Regions from separate parts of the Mus musculus genome. Here region 2 is linked to region 1. Evidence: chromatin contacts called from public HiChIP or PLAC-seq data. All regions are on one chromosome and are shown on one strand. Each heading gives the region's core, a stretch centred on a gene start, on an enhancer-like site or on the middle of the called end of the contact. The rest is flanking DNA. Distances are from core to core; before and after follow the strand shown.

Region 1 (2,700 bases), core at 136-2,635:
AATGACATGTTCAGAGTATTTATTCTTCTATAATGTATAGTAAGAAAACATTTCTAAAATGGTTGCCACCCACAAGAACATTGCCGAAGACTGCTTGAACCCCCACTCTGTTGTAGCAACTATGTTGTAACAAGTTATCACAATATGGTTCTTCAAACCGTATTGATTTATTAAGTTTATGTGCATGAGTGTTTTGTTCACATGTATATATATCTGTGAATCCCATATGTGCCTGGTGTCTTCAGACTTTAAGACTATGTGGGATCCCCTTGAATGGGAGTCACAGATGGTTGTGAGCCATCTTCCAGGTGCTGGGAATTGAACCCAGGTCCCCTGAAAGATGAGCCCGCGCTCTTAAACAGAGCCAGAGCCATTTTTCCAACCTCGGTATTTAATTTTTTTAATTTGTTTTAGATTAGGCTTATTTTATATGTGTGTATACACACATGTGTCTATATGTTGGCACAGCACACGTGTGGAGGCCAGTGGGCAGCTCACGAGAGTTGGTTCTCTTTTCCACCAATCAGGGCCTGGGAACCTCACTCTGATGTTCAGACTTGGTAGAAAACTTGCCCAACAGCCGTTCCATCTCTCTGACCCTGGTCTTTTAATTTTTGTTTGAGACATGGTTTCATTTATGTTTGTGAGCCTCTCCTTTTGCAGCTAAGAAAGAACTTAACCTCCTATCTCTATCTCTAGGGTGCTAGTATTAAGAACATTTCTCAGCAACATAGTTTATGGGGTGCTGGAGAGCAAACCCAGGGTTCTGTGCATGCTAGGCAAGCCCTTTGCCAAATGAGCCCAAGACAAGTATTTGTTTGTCTTACAACGCTGCAATCTGAGTTGGGTGTGGCCACAAATCTTGGCAGATGTAGAGACAGGAGAATCAGGAGTTTGAAGTCAATGACAGTTACATACAGAGTTTGAGGCTAACAAGACACTTGAAGCCTCGCCTAGCAAAAGAATGGCCTTTGGGTCTGAAGAGATGACTCAGTGGTTAAAAGCAGTGATTTCTCTTCCTGCTGTCCAGAGTTAAGTCCTAGCACCCATGTGGTGGCGCAAAACCCTCTGTAATGTCAGGTCCAATGGATGTGCTGCCCTCTCCTGGCCTCATCAGGCATTGCACCCATGTGGTACACAGCATACTTCCCAATCAAGCAGCCAAAGGCCTACATTGAAAGTAAATCTTAAAGTGCAGTGGCAAGTGATATTTCCTCACTCCCAAGAAAATAAATGTTGTGGGTTTTTGCTTTTTGTTTTAAGAAAAAAGGAATCCTAAACTAACCAACAAGACAAAAACCACAAATCAACCAGCCCCAGAGACCTTCCATAAGCTTGAGTAGACACCGGTCCCTCGGCATCACAAAGGCCCCTGGAAGGCAAAGGCTAGACCGTTTAGACCGTTTGCCAGTTACCAGGGTCACTCTTAGGAGAGCTGAGGGCTGCTCTTGCCGATAGTGACTCTTCACTTGGCCCTGCAGATGTATAAAGGATGCTGAACATGGACGGAAAGATGTAACATTGCTGTCTTCATACTATCCACCGCTTGCTGCCTTCACCCGTGGGTCAGATGCTACTCAGCTCTGCTACATAGACACATGGATCATTTAAAAATTGTTTGGGGACTGGAGAGATGGCTCAGAGATTAAAAGCACACCGCTCTCACACAGGGACTGAGTCTGATTCCCAGCACTCACTTCAGGTGGCTCACACTGACCTAGGGGATCCAGCGCCTCTGGCTTCCGAGGGAACCTGCATCCTCATGCGCGCGCGCGCGCACATGCACGAGCACGCGCGCGCGCGCGCACACACACACACACACAGAGTTAAAAATAAAAGTTTAAAAATGTGGGCTGGAGAGACGGCTCAGGGCTTAAGAGCACTGAGCGCTTCTTCCAGAGGTCCTGTGTTCAATTCCCAGCAACCACATGGTGACTCACAACCATCTGTAATGGGATCTGATGCCCTCTTCTGGTGTGTCTGAAGAGAGTGACAGTGTATTCGCATACATAAAATAAATAAATAAACCTTTAAAACAAAGCAAAAAAAAAAAAAAAAAAAGGTTGGGTGGGCTGGAGAGATATCTCTGGGGTTAGGAGCACTAACTGCTTTTCCAGAGAACCCCAGTTCAGTTCTCAGCGCCAGCCAATGTTAGATGGCTCACAACCACATGTAACTCCAGGTCCCGGGGATCCAACAGTTCTGGCATCCAGGGGCATCTGTATGCTCCTGCACACACATAAAAGCATAATAAAAAATAACTTTGTTCTTTTGTTCTATCAAGACAGGGTCTCACCATGAAGCCCTGGCTGACCTGCAACTTACAGTGTAGACCAGGCTTGTCTTGAACTCAGAGATCCACCGGCCTCTGCCTCTCAAATTCAGGGAAAGGACTGAGGTTTGATTCCCAGCACCTCCGTGGTGGCTGACAGCCATCCATGACTCTAATACCTTCTGACTTTCACAAGCACCAGGCATGCACGTGGTACACAGACATACATGCGAGTAAAACACTCATAAACGTAAAATACACAAATAAAGCAGGAAAAAAAAAGTGAAGTTCGACAGTGAACACTAACAAGAAACAGGCTCGTGGCTAATGCCGTAATCCAAGCACTACAGAGGAGGGGGCGAACCTGCGAGGCCCCAGAGTTCAAGGGGATCTTCAGTAACACAGCAGGTTCCAGACTAGCCTGTGCT
Region 2 (2,700 bases), core at 80-2,579, 190 kb before region 1:
TGGGCAGGATATCTGATTAAATAATTGTAGGAGGAAGGGCTCAGTTTCAGGACAGTGGTCACTGGCCAGACAAAGCATTTCTGATGAACAGAGGGCTGAAGAGCTGGCAGAGCCCAAACATGCAGACTCCACCAGGAGCCCAACGCCTGGAGCTCCTGGACTCTCTCTCTCTATGCAGATCAGGAAGCAGAATCATCCTGTCCACCCCACCCCCACCCCACCACAACCCCAGGACACTGACTGAGAGGTGTTTTAGGACAAGAACACTCTTCCAAGTTATCCCCACCTCTCTCCAGAAGAGGTGTTGGCGAGGGCCTTTCTGGGCTCTCCAAAGCCTATTTCTAGACTCCTTCCTGTTAAGGGGTCTTGGGGCCTACAGTCCTGACCCCACGTCGACTACTCACTGTGGATCATCACTGTACTGCACTGTGGCAAACCGGACGCCCTGTGCACTGGCTGCTCCTGAGAAAGGCAGCACCAGCCCCTCCAGGAATCCTCGCACTTCTCGAAAGTTGCTGCGGCCAATGGACGACGAGCCATCGAGTAAGAACACGATGTCAGCAGCATAAAGGCGTGTGCAGGTCACTGAAGCAGGGAGGAGAGATCATGACCTTTTAGGGAATACAGCCACCCACCATCCTCTAGGCACTGAGGTCCCCTGGGACTTGGGGACTGGAAGGACAATAGGCTTTATGTTCCTCTGCAAACGGAGCCCAGGTAGGCGTATTTCTGCCAGTGTTGGAGGAAACCGCAGTGGGACTCTGAACAGAGCTTCTCAGGGAGGGCAGGAGCACCTTGGGGGAGGATAACCTGCAAGCAGGGGTGTAGCTGCGGGGCTGAAATCAGCGTGGAGGGACTGTTGTCCGGTGGCTGAGGACAGAGGATCAGCCTGCATCCAGGGAGCTAGAATTTGTGTGCCATATGGGATAGGAGGCAATTTGGGGAATGCAGAGTAGAATTCAGGGAGTTTAGGAAGAATCCACGAAGAGTTTGGGGGACTCATCGGTGGAAAGGTGTCAGGGATAAAGTTTGAGTAGATGCATAGGTGACAGACAGGGTGCTGAGCCCCGAAAGATGCCCACCTCTATCTCTGGGCTGGGCCCACACTTCCGGCGCTCCCATCAGGATCTCTGCAGCGCAGAGCGCAGCGACCAGGAGTCGCAGCCTCATCCTGAGTGATAGAAACAGTTAGCCAGGAACCCAACCTCTCTGTCTCTTGTCTCCCAAGCCTTTGGCGGGTGGAAACCGAGTACCCCCCACCCCAAGTCCCGATCTTGCCTGTGCGAGGAGTCAGCCTGCTCCCGCGCCGCAGCAAGTCCTGCCGGCACTGAGGAGAAAAGTCCCTGATCCCAGGAGGCGGAGCAGCAGGCGGGGACCTGGCGGCCCGCCCCCACCCACCTCCCCAGAGGTCGCTTCCCCCACCCCACTTCTCCTGGACTTAAGATATGACGCACTTAAGGGCAAGGTCAGGTCCCAAGACTTTCGAGTATCACTCAGGGTTTTGACAGACACTTCAAGAGCACCCCAACCTTACTTAGGGTTCCAAGTCTTGACTGCTTTCTAGTTAGAGTGACCAATGAAGTCATTGCTGCTCTCTGAAATGTGGACAGGTTCCAGCAGACCATAGGGGTAGCAGCCTGATGGTAGGTAGGACATACTGCAGCTGGCGCTGACTCACCCCTAACCCCATGGGGTGCCCAGACAAAGCCTCAGGCTATAGGTCTTGACAAACGTGAATCAGCCATGCTTCTGTCTGGTGGCCCTCCTGTGCCGCACCCTAACCTTCATGACAGGCAAAGCAGCCCCCAGCAAACAGGAGACTATGGGACTATCCTAGGGACCCCAAGATTCCACTGGGCTGGATCTAAGCAACACTTCCCCATTTTGGAAGAAAGAACTTGTGCCATGCGTGTTCATATTTGTTCATCCCAGTGCCGCTCACTCCCTACTGAGTCTTTTACCCTAGACAGATGCCATCCAGCTGTGTCTGCAAAGAGGGAGGGTTGTCCATATGCGGGGGGGGGGGGATGGACCACCCATGCTGACAGCTCATCTCTCAGGAATCCATCTCCTGATACCCACGTTCCCACTGGCAAGGCCTGTCCACGATTCAGGCCAGGTTCCCCATCTACTTGGCTTCATTAGAACCTGCAAGAATCCCCTCCACCCCTTCTACTCAATTCCCTGACTAGGGCAGGGCCACACCATGACACTCCTTTCCTTGTTGCCTCAAGGTATCTAACTTTCCCCTCCCTATGTGACCCCCCTCTTGATCCTTTCGTGTGGACAGTCATTGCCAGTCACAGGTCAAGCCCTCTTTCCTAATGATTTCCTTTGGTTATACATGCATGGTGACTAGGCGGGTGTCATCAATATAGAGGGACACTCCTAAGAAAACTAGCCCCCATTTGGGCCCTGTTTCCTCTGCTTCCTAGTCAGTCCTGTACAGTTCAGCACAGACCAGAAAGTATTCCCTCATTCACCATGGCTGCTTCCAATATGCCTGGCCCTGCAACCTCCCGCAGATCCACAGGCTAAGTGGGGAGATGGGGACAGGTGCAGGTGTTTAGTTTTCTAGCATGGGCGAACCTCAGGGCACAGAGGACCATCCGTTTCAATTTCCCAGTTGTCAGGAAAGCTCCAGCTCTCCTTGTCACTGAAGACCCCCACTTTCAGAACTATCCCGGGACACAGTGTCTT

The links. HiChIP or PLAC-seq counts read pairs in DNA pulled down with a chosen protein or histone mark.
Region 2: an H3K27ac HiChIP or PLAC-seq map of embryonic stem cells shows a contact between it and region 1, with 2.0 times the contacts expected there. The contact joins the promoter of Col7a1 here to the enhancer-like site in region 1. A contact is called at or near these places in 5 of 39 promoter capture datasets (the 3T3-L1 cell line, liver, pre-B cells and 1 more), 14 of 484 Hi-C or Micro-C datasets (the G1E-ER4 cell line, the HL-1 cell line, the MNK3 cell line and 7 more), 3 of 115 datasets of contacts at active chromatin or transcription factors (all in embryonic stem cells) and 4 of 9 other capture datasets (adipose tissue, embryonic stem cells, liver and 1 more).

Annotation. Positions count from the first base shown.
Region 1 is chr9:108,758,371-108,761,070 of GRCm38.p6, reverse strand. No RefSeq gene overlaps it. Among named protein-coding and RNA genes, the nearest start is that of Gm24259, 21 kb to the right of the region's middle. Within about 2 kb of position 1,385, at least 7 of the 459 cell types and tissues checked have an H3K27ac peak or open chromatin away from gene starts, as enhancers often do. A contact at or near this core is called in embryonic stem cells, where this site is marked.
Region 2 is chr9:108,952,215-108,954,914 of GRCm38.p6, reverse strand. Col7a1 (collagen, type VII, alpha 1) reads right to left here and starts at 1,329. Exons shown (of 119, transcript NM_007738.4): 1 at 1,279-1,329; 2 at 1,083-1,171; 3 at 405-585. The coding sequence starts at 1,170.